2 separate regions of the Sus scrofa genome follow, and region 1 is linked to region 2. A link is a contact called in public Hi-C data. All regions are on one chromosome and are shown on one strand. Each heading gives the region's core, a stretch centred on a gene start, on an enhancer-like site or on the middle of the called end of the contact. The rest is flanking DNA. Distances are from core to core; before and after follow the strand shown. Region 1 holds the start of THBS3 (thrombospondin-3). Region 2 overlaps DAP3 (28S ribosomal protein S29, mitochondrial).

Evidence for each region. A called contact is a pair of places that touch in the nucleus more often than the background predicts.
Region 1: a contact with region 2 is called in a Hi-C map of embryonic fibroblasts, with 3 times the contacts expected there. The contact joins the promoter of THBS3 here to the enhancer-like site in region 2. A contact is called at or near these places in 2 of 5 promoter capture datasets (fetal liver and liver), 10 of 47 Hi-C or Micro-C datasets (alveolar macrophages, blood, embryonic fibroblasts and 6 more) and 2 of 2 datasets of contacts at active chromatin or transcription factors (alveolar macrophages and skeletal muscle).

Annotation. Positions count from the first base shown.
Region 1 is chr4:94,609,592-94,614,474 of Sscrofa11.1, forward strand. It overlaps THBS3 (thrombospondin-3), which reads left to right and starts at 3,111. Exons shown (of 23, transcript XM_013997018.2): 1 at 3,111-3,253; 2 at 4,253-4,459. The coding sequence starts at 3,175. MTX1 (metaxin 1) reads right to left here and starts at 1,848. Exons shown (of 8, transcript NM_001039750.1): 1 at 1,754-1,848; 2 at 429-498; 3 at 205-284. The coding sequence starts at 1,834.
Region 2 is chr4:94,270,794-94,276,072 of Sscrofa11.1, forward strand. It overlaps DAP3 (28S ribosomal protein S29, mitochondrial), which reads right to left. Exons shown (of 13, transcript XM_021089714.1): 3 at 2,607-2,729; 4 at 1,094-1,195. Among named protein-coding and RNA genes, the nearest start is that of MSTO1, 21 kb to the left of the region's middle. Within about 2 kb of position 3,283, at least 5 of the 83 cell types and tissues checked have an H3K27ac peak or open chromatin away from gene starts, as enhancers often do. A contact at or near this core is called in embryonic fibroblasts, where this site is marked.

The DNA.
Region 1 (4,883 bases), core at 1,861-4,360, 340 kb after region 2:
GTGCCTCTGGATGCCCTGACTAGCTTAATCTCTAGTCTACCACGTACTCCATCACAACAACATTGTGTCTCCCCACTGGACTATGTGTTTCTTGCAGCTGAGTCACCTGCATCTGGATTGGCATATGCTGCTGTTCAATAAAGATGTGTTGCACTGAATCAACTGAACTCTCTCATTGACAGTCCCCCTACCCAAGCCACCTACCTCTTTTCGAAGGTGGGTGATGATCTTGTGTGGTACCGAGATGACTTCTCCTTGACTGGTCCGAAGGGCAGGCAGAGTTCCTGACATTGACAAAGAAGTATGGCCACCAGATCCTTAACTGCTTATCCATATATTATTGCACCACATCCCTGTCTGTCTCCTGCTCTTCCCCTTGTACATTCCCTTCCTCACCACCCCCACCGCCACCCAGGGACACTGGATACCTGAAGGGCTCCGCCAGGGGTTGGTGATCTTGTGCACCTTGAGTGGGGCACCAGTAAATCTGGCATAGGTCTGCAGGGAAGGAAGCAGAAGGCAGAGAGGCCAGGGACATGGCCCCCACAGGGGAATCAAGAAAAGAAATAACATTTATTGAATACCTTTTGTGTTATGCCCTATGCTTCATAATTGCCTTACCAAAAAAAAAAAAAAAAAAGTTGACATTATGTTCTTTTTTTTTTTTTTTTGTCTTTCTGCCATTTCTTGGGCTGCTCCCTCGGCATCTGGAGGTTCCCAGGCTAGGGGTCAAATCGGAGCTGTAGCCGCCGGCCTACACCAGAGCCACAGCAACTCGGGATCCGAGCTGTGTCGACAACCTACAGCTCACGGCAACACCGGATCCTTAACCCACTGAGTGAGGCCAGGGATCGAACCCACAACCTCATGGTTCCTAGTCGGATTCATTAACCACTCCGCCAAACGGGAACTCCTATGTTCCCATTTTACAGTGGGTAACACAGGGCTCAGAGAGATGATGGACATGTCCATGATTACAAGTCAGCCAGAAAAATCCTTTCCTCTACCTTCTTTCCTGCCATTTCCCGGTGAACACTTAACCTCATTTGGAAGCACTGACCATGCCTTTCTTTGGAGTCTCTATGGACTGTTCATACTTATAACTTAGCACCAGAACATTTTATTACACTTATTTGCTGACATGTCTACCTTTCTGTAAACACCACCAGGGGAGGGACCACATGCTATTTATCTTTGCATGCCAATGTTTGGTATTTGTAAGATGCCTAATACATGCTTATTAAATGAAAGAGTGAATGAATGAGTGAACTAGTCTGACTCCAAAGCTCTATCTACAGAGCCTGGCTGTGGGCTTTTTGGTTCAATGAACAATAACCTCAGTCAGTGCTGTTGAATGAGGAGGAGGAGGGAGGGAGGTTGAGAAGGCAGAGACCTGCGGAGTCGGAGAACTCTGAGATCGTCCAGCCTCAGTAAACAAGCGGATGAAGAAAACAGCGCCCAGAGAGAAGGGATCGCTCCAAGGTCACACAGCCAATAAATGGACATGCGAGAACTAAAACTCATCTCCTGAACCTCTGACCAGCACCCGTTCCATTGCCAAACAAAAACTAGGCTGCTAATGGCAAAGGACACGGTATGTGAGTCCATACTGGCCAGGCACGCTCTTTGATTGCCTCAGTTTCCCCCAATGCGCCCGTGCTGAGGCGCCCTGGCAAAATCCGGTGATTGGCTAGTCCGAGCCCCCTCCCCAGTCCTCCAGGGCGCAGCAGAGGGCGCTGGCGCCACCCCTCACCAGCACGGCCAGACTGTCCAGGTCCACGGACGGCAGCCCCCAGCCCCCTGACCAGCAGAACAGCTCCATGGGCGCCGCCATCTTGCCCGCCCTTTGTCCCGGAAGCACCTCCCCCTGCGCTTCAGCCCTCCTCCGCGCGGATCCGCCCCCCGCCCCTACGACTGTTCACAGTGGGGAGCTGGGGGGAGGCCCTCGGGAAGGCGCTGCTTATCCCAGCCCAGAAGGCGGCCTGACGGCGTGGGGCGGAACCGAAGGCTTCGGGGGAGGGCGGCAGCGGTCCGATCCACAGGCGGCTCGCGAAGGGGGGAAGGGCTTTCATCCCGGCGCGCCTAAGAGAGTCCCGGAGCCTTGGCCGAGGGGAGCCCCGAGCCTCTGAAGGCTCAGCGGGCCCAGAAGGGGGCTTTGGGCTCCTGGGCAGGCTCTGGGTGCCCTCACAGATCTGCAAGAGGTCTGGGCTGCTTCGGGCCCCCTCAGGGCTCGGCCCCGAGCGGGGGCTGCGGGGGGGGTCCCCCGAGCCGCATGTTTTCCACAGCGCGTTATGTTTGGAGCCGGCCCCGCGCCTCCTGTCGCCATGGAAACAAAACAGGGGCGGTGGCGGAGGCCGAAGCTAGGCCGGGCTGGGGCCTGGGTGGGGGGAGGGGAGGTGGGGCTCTGGGACTGTTGCCTTGGCAACGGGAACCGAGGCGCCCCTCCGTTTCATCCGGGTCGTGGCCTGTCTGCCTGTACCCCCAAGTGTTCTCAGTCTGCCCCCCGGCCCCTGGCCTGTCCTCTGGTCTCCTCCTGTCCTTGGCGTCCCTTTCCCTATTTCTTCACTCCAGCCTCACTGACCACTGTTGTAGACTTTCCCTCCAGTTTCCACCAGACTCTTCTAGACTCCCAGGTTTTCCTAGTAATGAAGGAAAGTGGAAGCACAGGGACAAGGCATGGGACCATCACCCTAATAAAGAGCACTTGCTCTGTCGGAGGAGCAAACGTCATGCCATGTGGGCATCCCCTGGGCACTATAGCAAGCTAGTTTCAGCCACTCCCTTGGAATTCTCTCGTACCAGCTGTGGAATAATGCTCACTGTCTGGCACTGCCCCTGCCAAAGTTGCCTGCCTTCCCCAACTGTGGCTTCCAGAAGACAGTAGCATTCGGTAGCAACCCCCAAGAGCGAGATGCAGGGGAGAGGGAGGCACCTGGGGGAGAGCACCATTAGGGAGAGGCGCGAGGCAAGGAGGCCTCCAGGACTCTTCCTCAGTGCCCCTGGTTCCCGGAGCTGAGGATGCCTCCAGGGTGATTGGCAGCTCTTTGTTTCAGCCCCCCCTCACCGCCTGCCGGCCCCCCCCTCCAGTCCCTCCGCCCCCCTCTCCTGCTCTCCGCCTAGCCTTTTCCCCTCCCAGCCGCCTGCCTGCCAGGGGTAGTGAGCCGGCTGAGCGGCATGGAGACGCAGGAACTTCGGGGGGCCCTGGCTCTTCTCTTCCTTTGCACTTTCGCATCTGCCAGTCAGGACCTGCAGGGTAAGCCAGTACCAATTCTCAGAGCCCCCTCTCTGCCTCCTCCCCACTTGCCCCCAGCCTAGTAGCAGGGAACATGTGGGCAAGGGGAGAGGGGAGAGTCCTGAAATTGAACCGGAGGGAAGAGTTGATGAAATTATGATCCTGTGGGGAGGAGCTGACACCAGAAGGTGGCGGATGAGTGGGAACTGGCCAGGGTCAGCATGAGGCCAGGGCTGTGGACTCAGGAGGCAGGATGCTAGGGCTGCCTGGCTGGTTTGGTGTCTGAGCATCCCCAGACACTCCAGGGTCTGGGAGAGCAGCTCAAAGGTGGGTTTCTTCCACCTTTGGGCTCCTAGTTGCCTAAGAACCGGGTGGGGGTGGGGACCAAGAGGTCTGGGCTCTCCTGGAGGTCTGGTGGTAGGATGGGTCTGTGGGTGTGGGAGAGGTAGCTGGAGCAGATGACACAGGCACAGATTCTTTACAGGCTGGAAGGGAAACCACAGATTGGCCAGGACACAGGAGGCAGAGAGCTGGGTCCCAGGTTCCTGTGGGAGAGAGCCAGACAGTAGGAGGGTCGAAGTCTTCAGTGGGCAGCTGTTCTCACCCAGAGCGAGTGTGCTGAACCCCCCAGGACGGGAGGAGGAGCATTTAGGGGCATTTAGAGCCAAACCCAGCCGTGTGAAGAGAAACGGCCTTCCTATTTCTGCGCTGTGGGCACCAGGTGCTACTCCTGCCTTGAGATCAACACAGTGACTCCTTTGCGCCACCTGGTGGGGGCATCTCACATTCGCGGGGCGCTGTTGCTGTATTTCCAGTTGAGCCTCAGGCCTGCCGGTTCTCGGAGTGGCAGTAAGGAAGGCACAACGCCTTGTCCTCTGACAGCAACAAGGGTTGGATTTCCAGGAGGTGACTAACACTGTCGGGTGGTGATGAAGGATGCCGCCCCACCCCTGAAGGCTCAGAGAGAGCAGGCCTTAGCATTTGACAGGGGTCTGACCTTAATCATCTCTGCTTGGTCAGTGATCGACCTGCTGACTCTGGGCGAGTCCCGGCAGATGGTAGCTGTGGCGGAGAAGATTCGGACAGCCCTGCTCACCGCTGGGGACATCTACCTCTTGTCCACCTTCCGTCTGCCCCCCAAGCAGGGTGGTGTCCTCTTTGGCCTCTACTCTCGCCAAGACAACACACGATGGCTGGAGGCCTCTGTTGTGGGCAAGATCAACAAAGGTGACTGGCGGGGCATCTCCCTTCCTGCCATGGTGACTCCTTCGAGCACTCAGACCCCTCCTAATTTTCTTTGGGCTCCCCTGGGGACTATGGACCCATCAGGCTGTGCCCAGGCACCAGGGGCACCTGGTAAGGGGTACTTAGTGCCTTAGGGGGGCCAGGCACCCAAACAGTAGGGTGAGGCATTTGTTGGAATGGGGAATTGTATGTGGGGATGCCTGGGGGGAGGGGAGGCATGTTTCTCTGACCCAGTAGTGGTATAAAGAGGTCCCTCAGATCCCTGGAATGGATCTGGGGATACAGAACCAGCTGCAACAGTAGCGGGGGATATAGTGATCTAATGACACGGAAGAGTTAGAAAGTCCAAGTCTTTGAACCAATTTGAAGAACATTTAGGAGTTCCCACTGTGGCGCGGTCCCTTAA
Region 2 (5,279 bases), core at 2,033-4,532:
TAAGAAGGAATAATTTCTGAGGCTGAAAATAACTGAGCAGGAATTAGTCAAAAGACCCAATTTTGCCAATAAACTGCTTGTAGTTAATTATGAATTCTTTCAATGGCTATGATGCAACCCAAGATTACACTCTTTGGGTTGAAGTTATGACCACAAAAGCTATTTTCTGAAAAGCTATTAGGCTGAAGAACAACGAATGATACATCTAATCCAAATATCATTTCTATTTGGCTTAGGAATATATTATGTTTTGCTTTTCTACACATGTATTTTCATTGTATTTTGCTAAGGCAAATATTAAATTCATTTTTATCAACTATTTGAAGGCTGAATGAAGTCTATAGAAATCTGTTGAAAAAAAAAAAAAAAAAAAGGGAGTTCCCGTCGTGGCGCAGTGGTTAACGAATCCGACTAGGAACCATGAGGTTGCGGGTTCGGTCCCTGCCCTTGCTCAGTGGGTTAACGATCCGGCGTTGCCGTGAGCTGCGGTGTAGGTTGCAGATGCAGCTCGGATCCCGCGTTGCTGTGGTTCTGGCATAGGCCGGTGGCTACAGCTCCGATTCGACCCCTAGCCTGGGAACCTCCATATGCCGCGGGAGCGGCCCAAGAAATAGCAAAAAGACAAAAAACAAAAAAAACAAAACAAAAAAAAGAAATCTGTTGGGTAACACAAGAAAAAGAGTGGGATATTGTTTGTTTATTTAAGAATAGTTTGCCTGGCTCCAAAAAGGATTTAAAGTGGTGAACTACAGATAAACATTTGCTTAAAGTAATTATAACAACAGTAATATTCACAAGAGATAATCAACAGCTGAATTTATCTTTTTTTTTTTTTTTTTTTTTTTTTAAAGATTCAAATTAAGTCTTTTGGAGTTCCCTGGTGGCCTAGTGGTTAAGGATTCAGTATTATCACTACTGTGGCTTAAGCTGGATGCCTGGCCCAGGAACTTCCTGTGACAGACATCATCAAAAAAAAAAAAAAAAAAAAAAAAAAACACAAATCTTTTATAGCTTTCTCCTCACTGAATCCCACCCCTCTGCTATCAACAGCTTGTGTTATGAGGTCCCTCCAATTCCCTCCCGTTTTGAGCACCTGCATTGCAAAGCGAGGAGGCAGGCCATGGGGGAAGACAGTCTTCAGCTCCTGGAGGGATATGTTGTAGTGCTGACCCTCGTGCTGCTCCCTATGCTTGGCCTATGAAATAAAAATGCAAACAGGTATAATGGATAGAGTGACAAAGACTTTGAAAAAGTAGCGAGGGTCATCTAGTCCATACTGAGGAAACACTTCTCTCAGAGCTGGAAAAGACAGCTTTCATTTCTTAGGCAAAACCTCGTTGTTATCCCCAAATCCAGTGTGTATATAAAGCTGATGTTGGTCTGAATGATGAAGCCAGTTGCTCAGCAACGTAAACCCTAGATATAGAGAGAGCAGGGACAATTCTTGCCATCTGGATTCTTCTAAGCTGTGTATAGAGATGCTCCAGTCACATGACAAGATCATCTGCATGCTGCTGTTGCCATAGAAACCCCAGAGGAACTGGCAGATAAAGGGACTACAATTACATGGAAAGCTGAAAGGCACTTCAATGACTTCATTCATTTATTCTGTTTCATCTTGTGCTTGTGAAAGTGGATGAACACTAGAGACATAAATAAAACACACCCTGCTGAGATGGTGTTTTGGGCAATGAGTTTATTTTTTTCCCCTTCCACCCGCACAGCATATGTTAAGATGGGGCAACTCAGGGGGTAGGGACAAAAAGGGACACAAAAGCTATTGGTTCTCTTCACATTTAAGACATTTAAGCACAGACCACACAACAAATTTCACTTATAAAAGGCAACAATAACACTGAGGAAGAAGAAATCAACATTTAGCCCAATGGGACCTGAAGTAGAAAATGCAACACTGGATATTGCTGGAATCCTGGCTTCTGCTGACAAACTTCACTTTAAAATGCTGCTCTTCTCAACTTATCAAGCTAGTTCCCTTTCCAGACACCATAGGAAATCCACTTAGAAAGGTGAAAGTACCAGATTGGCTGGTACCTGCCCTGCTATGTGATCCTGGGCAAGTAAGTCAATTTCTTTAGGATTCTCCATAGCAGGATTGGTGAACCAAGGCTGGCTACCCATTTTTGTAAATAAAGTTTTACTGTAACACAGCCACACCCATTTGTTTACGTCAGAGCTAAGTAGTTGTGACAGAGACCACTTTGGCTCATATGCCTAAAATAATCACTATCTGTTTCCTGAAGGAAAAATTTGCCAATCCAACATATAGTAAGATCAATAATAACTACTTAATTTAACTTCTAAGGAACTGACTTATTAAGTATTTACCATGTACCTACTCTATGCCCCACACAACCCTTGGCATGAAGTGAGTTCAATGGTAGGAATTAGAATAGATGTGGATTGACCTGAATTATGCTACCATGGTATCAGAGATGGATGGGGAACACTGGGGTTCCATAACGCTGTTGCAGGTACATTGCCTGACTATATTTAAATCTGCTTAGCTTCTTTGGGTTTCCGTTTTCCTGATATGTAAAATGACTTAAAGGTCCTGAAAAAAATCCATATGCACATTAGCAACTCACCGGATCATCCTCACTGGTGCGAGAAATAGCTCTGGGACTCTTAACTGGAACCTGGTTATCCAGATGAGCAGCAAGGCTTTGGGGTGCCTGGGTCCCCATATACAAAACATGTCCAGGGTCCAACTATAAAAGAAACCATTTTAGTGTTCTGGAATTACTAGGCTTTTTATTCTTGCTACAACACTGAGGTGTTCCCCCCGCCCCACCCCCCTTTTTAGGGCTGCATCTGTGGCATACGGAAGTTCCCAGGCTAGAGGCTGAATCGGAACTGCAGCTGCTTGCCTACACCATACCCACAGCTATGTGGGATCCGAGCTGCGCCTGAGACCTACGCTGCAGCTCATAGCAATGCAGGATCCTTTGACTCACTGAGAGAGGACAGGGAATGAACCCGTATCCTCGTGGATACTAGTCGGATTCTTAACCCAGTGAGCTACAACGGGCACTCCTACGACACTGAGGTTTTAAGACATATCTGCCATATGGAAAAATATCACTAACATGCATTTTAGTTTTATGTAAACCAGATTCCTGTTATTCTTTATAGTTCTCTAAGTCCAATCATATTATTCATACTGTGAATCGGTTCCAACTTGCTATGTCTGGGCTCTGTCCCATATGGAAACAATTCCATCAGAGATTGTTCAGGAGCATAGCTAGCCATTAACAACCTAACTCAGGAAACGACATTTAATGCTCTTGCCCACAGTGATGAATGGTGGCCAGTATTGTACAATTCCCAGCTGTCTAGTAATCCTAGTGACCTCAGTTATTAGGGGATTAGTGCAGTGTTCCTATTTGATAGGTATAATTACACTCCCTGCAACAATTTTCTTGCTAGCTGTGCCCTGAAATAAAGAATCCTTTATTAAGGACATGTAATGAGGGAGTGTGTAAAGCATCCAGCTAAGTGAAAATAAACTGCTCTCCAGGCATGTCAGTGAACTGCACTTGGAAACCTCAGAAGTGGGGAAGGGTTAGGGGAGAGGATGAGATCTCAGGAGACAAATCTGAGAAAAAGCTAACTGGAGAATTCCCAAACTGGGTACAAGGATAAGAGGCCTTGTGTAGAAGTGAAAAGATGCCAGTTACAAGACAAAGATTAGAGTATGAAGCCAGCAAAATCAGGCGAATGGAGGTGTGAGAGATGGCTCTAATAAGGGAGTCTCTTGCTAGGTCAATAAGTAATATGAAAGCTGCCTGAACCAAGCAGCTTCATGAGTGTAGACAAGGTATACTGTTTTTGTACTACCTCTCCTAATACTTACCCATTTAACAAGAAGACCTTAAACTCCATTAACAACTTTATTTTTTCCCCCAAACTGATACCTTCACCTCTAAATCTCTGACTTTTCATCTTTCATAGTCTAGGAGATTTGTGCTCCCCAATACGTTTAACCTTCAGCTAATCAACAAAGCTTGGATGGTTCCCTACTAATATCAAAATAAGTCTCAAAGTCCTTAGCATGATAATCAAGGCCACTGGTAGGAGTTCAACCTACATTTCTAGTCCTATGCCTTTCCAAACTCTATACTCCAGCCAGACAACCATGCTAAAATATGTTCTTCATTTTCATGGCTTTATACTTCTGTTCATTCTACTTCAAATTCCCTATTTAATCTTACTCATCCTTTAGGGCTTATCTCAAATGTCAAATCCTCTGTGAAGATTCTCCAGACACCTCCAGGCAAAAGTAATTATCTTTCCCTCCATAGGGATAGCATTTTCTTTGTACTGCATGCACTTTTACTCTGCTTTGGACTACATTCACAGCTTCTGTTAACTGAGTACCTACAAGATGCTGGGCAATATAGGGTTATACACACATTATTTTTGAACCATGAATCCTAGAAGATAGGTAGAATGTTATGTCTATTTTATTGATGAGGGAAACCAAGGTTTGGGGAACTTAACTTTGTCTAAGGTCACAGGGTGGGTAACTGATGAAACTAGAATTCAAATCCAAGTTTGTCTGACTCCAAAATCTTTATCCTTTTTATATCATTTTGTCTCCTGTTCTAGGCCACAAGCACTTGGAGAAAGGATCAGGTTTTATTCATATCTGATAAACTATTTCTTTTTTTTTTTTTTTTGTCTTTTTTGTCTTTTGTTGTTGTTGTTGTTGCTGCTATTTCTTGGGCCGCTCCCGCGGCATATGGAGGTTCCCAGGGTAGGGGTTGAATCGGAGCTGTAGCCACCGGCCTACGTCAGAGCCACAGCAACGCTGGATCCGAGCCTCGTCTGCAACCTACACCACAGCTCACGGCAACGCCGGATCGTTAACCCACTGAGCAAGGGCAGGGACCGAACCCGCAACCTCATGGTTCCTAGTCGGATTCGTTAACCACTGCGCCACGACGGGAACTCCTGATAAACTATTTCTATGTCTACTCCCATATTTTGCCTGTAAGCCATTTTGGAAATACAGCAACAGCAACAACAACAAAAAATATACAAAACATATACACAAAACTCAAACAGTATCATGTATAGAGCGAGGCCAGTGTGAATTCAAGGCCTGTTATGTCAGCATAGTGATCTGAACAATACACCCCACTACTGATACAATTTTCTCATTTCTACTGGAAAGTATCATGTCTCTAAGGCAGCAGTCAAGTGGAAAATTATAGACATTCAAGGGCCACAAGGTGGTGCTATTTCTACAAGAAACC